Regions from separate parts of the Arachis hypogaea genome. Here region 1 is linked to region 2. The links are chromatin contacts, called in public Hi-C maps. All regions are on one chromosome and are shown on one strand. The core of a region is the stretch at or near the end of the contact, and the rest is flanking DNA. Distances in the headings are between cores, read along the strand shown.

Region 1 (5,494 bases), core at 1,215-3,714, 41 kb after region 2:
TTCACCATACTAAAAAGAAACCTTAGCCACCGATATCCTTATCTACTTAGATGATATACTGGTCACTGGTACCTCTAAAAGTGACATCACAGCTCTCATGGCACAACTACACAACACTTTTTCATTGAAAGATCTTGGTGAAATGTACTACTTCCTTGGGATTGAAGTCAGCTCAAGCTCCATAGGGACAGTCATATTGAAACAAACCAAATACATCATAGAATTGCTAAAGAAATCTGATATGATAAATGATAAACCCGTGCCAACCCCCATGAACTCATCACTAAACCTCTCTACCTTTGGTGACAGCACATTCAACAATCATATCTTGTATCGATTCATTGTTGGTGGCCTTCAATATGCCAGAATCACCAGACCAGAAATCTCCTTCTCAGTGAATAAAGTGGCTTAATTTCTTCACTCTCCACTAGAATTACATTGAAAATCTATCAAACGAATTCTCAGGTACCTTGCAGGCACCATACGGCACGGCTTGAGGTTCAGTAAATTCATCAATTTTAGAATATATGGATTCTGTGACTCTGACTGGGCCAGTGATGTTGATGACCGAAAGTCGACAAATGGCTTTGCTATTTACTTAGGTTCGAACCTGGTATCTTGGGCTAGCAGAAAAAAAACTGCAGCATCAAAAAGTAGCACTGAAGCAGAATTTAGAGGCATTTCAAATGCTGTCACTAAAATTGTTTGGTTGCAAAATCTCCTAGCTGAACTCAAAATTTCCTGCTCTATCAAACCTATAATCTATTGTGATAATCAGAGTGTTGTTCTATTATCAGCCAACCTAATTTTGCATAATAAGTCCAAATATTTTGTACTAAGTCAATCCTTTGTTAGAGAATTTGTCACCAAAAAGGAGATCTTTGTTCAATACATTCTAGCGCAAGATCAACTGGTAAACACATTGACAAAGCCTCTCTCAGCAACAGCTTTTCTCAAGTTTAGGGACTTGTTAAGAGTATTTGAAGTAGAACTCTGATGTAAAGGCCCTTGGTTTCAGGGGCATGTAAGTGTTATAGATGAATACTTCTAAAATTATTAAGTTGTTGATGACAGCTCAGTAGTTAGTTACACTCAATTAGTTACACACACTCTCAATTAGTTACACTCATTCAACTATCTGTAACCACTTACTCAAGGCACATTTACACTCTATAAGTAGCTGCAGTGTAACTCATTGAATCACTTTTCTTTTCCTTCTTTTAATATAATCGTTTTTCAATAGCATCTTCTCCAACATTCGTCTCTCTCTCTCTCTGAGTGTTCTCTTCTTTCTTCTTTCTTATCCAAGAATCTGACATCTTACAAATACACAACTTGACTGTTGATAACCTTACTTTCTAAATGCATTCCCAACAAGTTTAAATTTATACTCAATGTAATTCTTGAAAAAATCAAGTAGTAACACACAACTTAATTATTGTAACCCCTGCAATAAACCACCATAATACATGATTACTTGTCACAACAAAATTAACGATAAAGTTATAGTTAAAACTTATTCTAAACATTCTAAATAAAATTAAATTATATTAACTATTAAAAATATTTTTAAACAATTTAAAAAATGTTAAAGACAAAAATATACTAATAAAACATGTGAGAATCGTTAAGAGTCAAAGGTGTTGTTATGTTCTTATTATAACAAGTTGTATATGTATCATGTATCGTTATTAAAATTTGTTAAATGTATATTACAGTAATAGTAATACATATGAAATTAATCAAAATAATAAGTATTTTAATAAATCCGATATTTTGTTATTTTAAAAAGAATTATTTTATCTTATGATTTTTTTAATCTTAATTATCTTATAATAATATTTGTTAGAAAAATATTAAAAATTTGGATGAAAATAATAAAATAATTAATTTATCTAATGAGAATAATTTTTAAAATTTTTACCGTAATAAAAATTTGTTAAAAATTAAAATATTCCATCTAAAATTCATTGGGACTGATTTAAATATTTAGTTATTTACCCAGTGTTTTATAATCTCACACCAAATTTGATCTTGCCTAGAAGTAATATTTTAATTTATAATCTATTCTTAATAAATATATAGCAACTACACCACGTTGGCAAAAATATCTCCAATAATGCATCATAGGAGATGTCCTAATATCTATGTAGATGGTTTACCATTTTACAATTTGACAACTATCGCCACAAAAAGGTTTATCTGCACCGACAATAGCTGCAGTTTTGGGAGTGCCAAGAAATTAAACCATTTGGTAGTGATTGAAAGGTATCGAGAGCTGGTAGAGAGAGGATGAAAAGAGAGAGAGAGAAAGCTTAGAGCAGAGAGAACAAAGAAAGAGAGAGAGAATGCAGAAAATTGAGAATGATTGAATTACTTGTATAACAGAAATTAGTTACATCACTTACTATTTGTATTCATTTGGTGGGTGACTCAGCAATAACTAACTTTCTAACTGTGTACCAAAATTGTTAACTTAGCTCTAACTAACTGTTTATACTGAGTACCTAACAGTAATTTGATAAGACATGCATAAAATGAATCATTTTATACACAAAGCAAATAATTTGGGAGGAACTTTTCGTTCACAAAAAATTGATCAAACAAATTAATATCATGGATCAAAGAAAAGAAAAAGTGGAACGTCAATTTAGAAAAGAGTTTAATTTGTTCAAATTCTGACCAGACAGAAGATCACAAGAGCTGTGGTTTAAAAGTGAGACACATATAAAATAAGAGTCTTATTAGAGTTATGATTTAGAGTTATGGCTGGTTTGACTTGTCTAGCTATGGTTGATTGGTCATTTTAACTTTTTAAGACTATTCTCACAGGGACAAGGCCAACATTTTATGGTTGAACTTTCTGTGATGTATTGTTATGTGATGTGCTTGAAATGGAACATACTTTTCTAGAAAACATACATAGCACACTACACCATGCACGGTGATTAGTAAATAAAAATGATTAAATATTAACAGAATAATAGAAATTATTGTATAATATAAATTTAATTTGTTTAGATTAAAAAATAAATATATTCAAATAACCAAATAATAATAACTTAATTAGTCAGTTACTAAAAGACAAACCTAACTTCTTAAATACAAATATATATATTAATTTAGCTTTGATCTTGCATATAATAATTGCTTACTTTAAAAAAAAAAAAACCTTCTACCATAAATATTATAGTTTCAACTTTGCAATTATACTAACAAAAAAAAATATTTCAATAATTACTTAATAGAAAAATAGATATTTTTTATATACCTATACATAAAGTGAATTTTAATTGTTTGATTCAAAATTTTTTTTCTACAATTTTTTTTATCTTGCTCTCATAATTTCAGTTAAAGTTGATTCCTTCGAATTATAATACTTATAAATTCTTTAACTACTGAGCTATAATATTTTTTGTATTATATAAAAATTAGTCAATAAAAAATGTGAGTTGACGGACATGAAATATACTTTAAATTTTAAATTTTAAATATATTGATATTAGTTTATTATTATTATTTTTTTGTATTATTTTTGCTTCACTTTTACAATTTTTCAGATTCGAGGTAAAAGGTTTTTTTTTTTTTTAACGGATACAATGATATGTAACAAGCTTTTTTATGTAAACTGACACCACCAGTTTTTGTTTTCGGTCATGGAACTGGCACCACTATTTGTCAGCTGAATTGAAGTATGGTATTTTTCTTTTGTTAATTTTTATGGTTAAGAACTATCTTTTCTTTTTTTTGGTCAGGTGATTGAGAACTATCTAGTAACTCTGTAATTGTGGTGCTATATATGGGCTGATTTTGGTCAGGCATTTGTTGGGTTTGAGAGCAAAGCTAGTTTCTTAACCAAAAAGAAAACTTGAAGACGATCCAAACCCCATGAGTTAAAGGCTCCTGTCGTTTTTCACTTTTTCTCTTGTTAAAACAATATCCAGATTCTTACTCTTAACCACCCCCCTAACCAAAAAAAAAAAAAAAAGAAACTAGATGAACAAGTTAATTTTTCAATCAAGTCTTTTTTACCCCAAAAAATAGGACACATTCTTCTGTTATTATATGGAACCTTTATGTAATTTTGTTATAATTTGTGTGTTGCTTTCACATGATTAGTGTTAGTTTTTTGGTTGTTTCTACATAATTTCTACTTTAATTTCATAAAATTTTATTTCATATGAATTATGTTAAGATTTAAAAATAGATACATTTAGATACCAAAAAAAAAGACACAAAAAAATAGATATACATTTTACATATTAAAGAAGAAGAAAAAGAAAAAACTGATGCGCAAAGGAGTAGAAGAAAAGGAAAGAAAAAAAAAAGAAAAAAGAAAACCTGCTAAGAAGAAGAACAAAGAATGGAGAGGTAAAAAATCTTTTTAAAAATTTAACTATAAAATTATTTATTTACTTAGTATTTATCAAAAACTCCTAAATCTTGTCTATTAAAACAAAAATCTTGAATCTTTATATGCAACTTAAATTTCATAAAATTTAGTCTTAAAGTAGTCTCTAAATTTGCACTTGAGTCTCAAAGTAATTTCTGAAGTTAATAATTACTTAAATTCGCCCCCGAACTTATACTCCAGGATTCATAATAGTCCCCAAACTTGTACTCCAAAACTCATAATAGTCTCTCAAGCATTTTCCGTTCATCAAAATCTTAAAACGACGTCGTTTTGAACACAAAAAAAAAAAGAAAAAAGAAATGTAGCATAAAACCCCAATCCAAAAAAAAAGAAAGATCGCCTAGCGTACCCAGCCCCTCCTCCCAATTCTCAATCTGTTCCCTTCCCTATCCCCAACTCCTTTTCCTCTCCCAACCTTTCCCTTTTCCTTCTCCATCCCCAATCCGTCCCTTTTCCCTCCTTTAATCCTTTCCCTTTCTCTTTTTCTTCTGCTTCCCCAACGCCCTTCTCCTTTCCCTTCCTTTTCTGTTCTCCCAACCTGAGATTCTTTCCCTTTCCTTTCTCTTTTCTAATCTGATACATTCCTTTTTTCAACCATACTTTCACACTCATAAGAGCTCTTCTTAACTTTCGCTGTCGCTGCCTTTCGCCGACTTCCGTTTCACTGCCGCTGCTGCTCGTCAGCCTCCATATCCGTCCGATCTCCCTCTTCTCTCCTTTAGTACGGTTCTTTCTCTTGGGCATAGTAATTTCTTTTTTTTTTAAGTTTTTTAGTTATTCAATTATTGTTCTTTAATGTTCTGGGTGATTGTTGCTGCTCATCCTATTTTAATATAACAACAATGGTTAATTTTAGTTATTTTCTATTCTGTAATTATTACTGATTTTTTTATTGTTACTATTTTTTGCTCTTATTGCTGTTTAAATTGATTGATGCATGCTATTTAAGTTGATTAAACTTTTTTTATTAATACTGATTTTTTTGTGATATTTTGTAGTGTTAGTTTTTATTTTTGTGACCTTTTGAAAAAGAAGAAGAAAAACAGAGTTAAAGAAGATTAGAAGAAGAACAATAATAGA
Region 2 (5,047 bases), core at 199-2,698:
ATTGAAAAGTGGATTATGATCCAAACAAAACAGGAACTTTGACAGCAAAGACCGTTTTGACAAATAACAAAGAAGCAAGAGAGAGAAAGAGAGATTAATAAGGTTATTGTTATTTATTTATTTATTATTACCTTGTCAACCATGAAGGTCTCTTCTCCATTTACCTCAACTTCAAGATTGCAGTAACAAGATTCCATAACAAAGCTTCTTCACCAGAATATATAAGAACAAAACAAAACAAGGAAGCTAGCACCACCAGAAATGAACAATGATGGAGATTACTTATCAATTATTGACTTTTTGGAACTTGCATAGAAGCCAATCCAAATGAGGGAGATAGAGAAGACATAATAAGAAGAAAAAGAAGAAGGCCAAAGTGGTTTTGATGGGAGAGTGAAGATTGAAGAAGACACAAAGATCAGAGATATTCTGAGAGTAAGAAGAAGACAAATAGGAAGAGGACAAACACAAAGTTCCTGAGATTAGGGTTTGGGTGGTGGAACATATAAGTAAGCTAAGTCAATTGGTTCAGAAGAAATAAAAACAAGAAATGAGTGACTGAGTGAGAGAGAGAGAGAGAAGTAGTTAGCATTCAACAAGACATGTAAAGACACAACACAAGCAAGAAGAGAAAAAGGGAAATAGTGAAATACTTTCTTTGTACATATATATTAAATTAACATGGTATACTCTATAATATAACATATATAGATATAGCATAAGGTACCATTAAATAATAACCCCCCTTCATCTGACATTCCTGAAAAAAATAATATGACTAGGCCCTCAGTTATAAAATAATTAGCAACGTTATTGTTTATGAATGAAAATTATATATAAAGAAAATTCAACAAACCTTATAATTTAGAACTGAAGATTATTAATGCCTCGCTAGCTTGGCCCTTGTGTTATTCCATTCTCATAGCTGCAATGAAAGAAGAAGTCTCTCTTTATGTGTGCAGTGCACCCACCCTCAATATTGTACTGGCCTAAAATAATGCCCCCACATCGCATTCTCTCTCACTAGTCCTTCTCAATGTTAAATTAATTACAGCCATGGCAAGCACAATTGATAAAAGTAAAACATAAAACCTCATCCAAAATTAATGTGGGTTTTTCTTTTGTTATTGAAAATGTTATTTCGGTAGACAATTTGTGAACTAACTATAAAGTGAAGTTACTTTTATAAGCATTCATAAGAATGTCTTAGACTTAGTAAACTAACTATGCTGTTGAGGATAATTTATTATCGTGAAAAAGTTTGTGTGAAGAACATGAAGTATATAATCTAATTTAAAAAATTTATAAAAATAAAATAACATATTTTCTTAGATAAATATTTAATTAATTTTCTTCTTCATAGATGTATGTATCTGCTGTTGAAGCCATATAATTCTTTGCTCTTGAAAAGAAACCAAATTTTCATGGTTCCATGGCATGTGCTTTGTTGGAGTTGGGGACCAGTCCAAGTTGTTACTTTATCGTACCCCACAAAGTCATCACCTCTATGACCAAGTCCAATGAATGATAATTTTAAACGTTACTAGATATCTTTGTAGTGGAAAGAAGTCAAAATGGTCGATATGTCCGAGTGGTTAAGGAGACAGACTCGAAATCTGTTGGGCTTTGCCTGCGCAGGTTCGAATCCTGCTGTCGACGATTTTGTTTTTTATTTTACTAATTTTTATAGCCAAATGACAATTCTTTAAGCACTCATTCACTATGGAAAGTAACCTCTCTCGTAGTCTTGTCACAATAACAAATTATCACAAGTTTATCGCATTCATGATGATATGATAAGACACTAGAAGTTCAACTACTTTAATTAATTTTATTTCTACACACATTAATTTACCCAATCAATTAATCAACATCAATTCACGAAATATATTAAGAATGGTTCGTCTAATCAGAAGAGTGTGATCTACTCAATATTATACTAGTCTTACTTTAAAATGGTATTAGATATTTGACTAATTTTATAGTGTTTATGATGAGTTGGTGTTTAAATTTTGTCTTCCTTATTTTGTTATAATAAATTTTAATTTTTAAAAATTATTTACTTTTATAATTTTTAATTAATTATTAATTTTTAACATTTCTTTTTAATAAGTAAACACTATTTTTTAAATATCATAACATTTACTTAAATTTTTCTTGACGTACGTATTCAGAATTTGAGTGTTTTCTATATATGTAGTAAAAAAAGAGTTATTAATATAATCTATTTATTAATTTTTCATCCATGGGTAAATTTTCAATTCCCAATTACCATGGTACATTTATCATATTCTGTCCTCTTTTTATTTTTTAATAAATACTTGCTCTTTAAGAGCTTCATGCTATTCTAAGAAATGGAAGACAGTTAAAAGATCATGCGGAGATGATCGTTGGTGTCAAAGGTTTTTAATTAAAACAAAAAGATTGAACTGTTTATATTGATTTAATTAAAAAATCTACTAATTAAACAAAAATGAAGAACAGAGTTGGATATTTGTTAGAGAAGAAAATAAAACTGAGATGAATAAAAATTAATATATTTCACACTGCTAAATAAACAATACAACTGTTATATATATATATATATATATATATATATATATATATATATATATATATATATATATATATATATATATGATTTAGAGCTTGATTCCTCTTCAAGAATAATCAAGAAGAACAAGTTTTAACTAACCAAAATCAATAACTAACTGAACAAAATTTTATTAGTTACAGCTAATTAACTGTAAACTTTTTTTTAATACCCTCTTCAACTGAAGTAAGGGTTTTGATATACTCTTAGTTTGTGCTTGAACATTTTAAATAAGTCTTGTAACACCGGTTTAATTAAATAATCTGCTACTTGATCTGAAGAAAAAAAATGTATCACATAAAGAGATTTCTGATCAACCAAATCTCTTAAGAAATAAAGGTCCAATTCTAAATATTTACACCTACTATAAAGTATAGGATTAGCAGCTAGGAGGCAGGCATTTTGATAATCACAATATATAGTAGGTGGTATTGGGTGTGAAATTTGCAATTCACCCAAGAGTTGTTGAATGGACATGATTTTAGTTTGGGCTGTACACATAGACCGATATTTAGCATTAGTGCTGCTCCTGCTAACTTTAGTTTGCTTATTACTCTTTTAAGATATGAGATTTTTGCCTAAATAGATGCAGAAACCATTGATTGACTTTCGATCTCCAAAGTCTCCACCCCAATCTGCATCTGCAAAGGAAAGAATTCAAAAGTTAGTGTACTTACTAAACACAATTTTATTTTTCACTATACCTTTCACATATCTGAGAATTCTTTTGACACTTTTTTAGTATAAAAGAGTTGGATTATATTGAGAGATATGATTGACTGCAAATGTAATATCCAACCTTATCATTGTTAAGTATTGCAATGCTCTAACTACAGATCTATATGTTGTTGGATTGTCAAAAAGTTCAGAATCATTGGAGAATAATTTAGAATCTAAAGTCATAGGAGCTGGTAAAGGTTTAGAATTATCCATTCTAGACTTGACTAATAGTTTTTTTGTATATTTTGTTTGAGATACCATGAGATTCCTTTTAAGAAGATAAGTGACTTTAAATCCCAGGAAAAAAAATTAAACAAGCTAAGATTCTTTGAGAAAAATTTTTCATTCAATTGAGCTATCAAGAATTCAATTTCTTTTGAATTATTCTCTGTTACTATTATGTCATCTACATAAACTAATAAATAAACAACATATGATAAATTATGTTTAACAAATAGTGAAACATCTGACTTTGTGTTCTTAAAATCAAATGTCTAAAGAGTGTCTGCCAATGTCTTGAAACCAAGCACGAGGTGCTTGTTTCAAGATATATATGGCTTTATTTAACTTACAAACCGGGTTGGTATTGTCGTTCTCATATTCTTGAGACTAGGCTTTATAGATATTTTTTTTTGAGCTTGCCATTCAAAAAGACATTATCAAAGTCAAATTGTCTTAATGGCCAGCCCAGTGACACTGCAATAGTTACTATAACTTTTATAATAGTTGGTCTGATTATTGGTGAATAAATTTACTCATAATTCATCCCTTTCTTTTGGTAGAATTCTTTGGCAACAAATCTAACTTTGTACTTGAGAATGTCACCTTGTTGATTTTTCTTAATTGCAAATATCCATTTGCTTCCTATAACAGTCGCATTTGAAGGAGGTACAGTGAGATTTCAGTTATGGCACCTGTTCAAAGCCTGGATCTCAGCATTCATAGCTCTTTTTCAATGAGAACAATTTAGATCTTACTTAATTGTCGATGAAATATTAGAAACTAGATCAACAAAATAAGTTAAAAGAGTTTTTGGTTGATAAATTTTTAATTTGGCCCTTGTAATCTTGGAATGTGTGTTGAAAGGTGTTATGGGAAGTAAGCATATCTGTAGACTACTATTGGGAGTGGGTGTGGTGATTTAGGGTAAAGGTGAAGTTTCTAATGTTTGAGAGGTTGTAGAAGTAGTTTTAATAAGAGTACTAATGTTGTCAAGTGGTATTATTAGTGTTTCGAAGATAGTAGAAAATATAGGTGTAATGATTTCAAATTTTGTAAAATCTGTATTTTGGTCCAAATTATCTGAAGAAGGATATGGGGAAGCAATATGGAACATAGAAATATAAGAAAATAAATTTTCAATAAATGTAACATGTCAAGCAAGGTAAACTTTGCCATTCTTAGCCATGCATTTATATCCTTCGTGATTGAAATCATATTTAAAAAAAAAAACAAATTTTAGATTTGTAGTCAAACTTAACACTTTTGTATGGTCTTAAGAAAGGGAAGCATGCACATCCAAAAACTTTAAAAAATTTACAATCTGGTAGTTGATTAAATAACATTTCATAGGGGATTTTATTGTCAAGAACACTAACTGGTAATCTATTGATTATACAGACAGATGTAATGAAAGCATCTTTCCGAAATTGCACAGGGAGAGATGTTGTCAATATAAGAAAAATGTTGAATACCGTCAGGTTTACTGTCAAATTTAGCGTCGCACATTAGTGT

What was found. A called contact is a pair of places that touch in the nucleus more often than the background predicts.
Region 1: a Hi-C map of leaf shows a contact between it and region 2, with 2.3 times the contacts expected there. The contact joins the enhancer-like site here to the promoter of LOC112789694 in region 2. A contact is called at or near these places in 2 of 8 Hi-C or Micro-C datasets (both in leaf).

Annotation. Positions count from the first base shown.
Region 1 is chr3:18,445,922-18,451,415 of arahy.Tifrunner.gnm2.J5K5, forward strand. No RefSeq gene overlaps it. Among protein-coding and RNA genes, the nearest start is that of TRNAY-GUA, 11 kb to the left of the region's middle. Within about 2 kb of position 2,465, at least 2 of the 3 cell types and tissues checked have open chromatin away from gene starts, as enhancers often do.
Region 2 is chr3:18,406,396-18,411,442 of arahy.Tifrunner.gnm2.J5K5, forward strand. LOC112789694 (BTB/POZ domain-containing protein At3g22104) reads right to left here and starts at 1,449. Exons shown (of 3, transcript XM_072232478.1): 1 at 857-1,449. It overlaps TRNAS-CGA (transfer RNA serine (anticodon CGA)), which reads left to right and starts at 1,578; the gene lies at 1,578-1,659.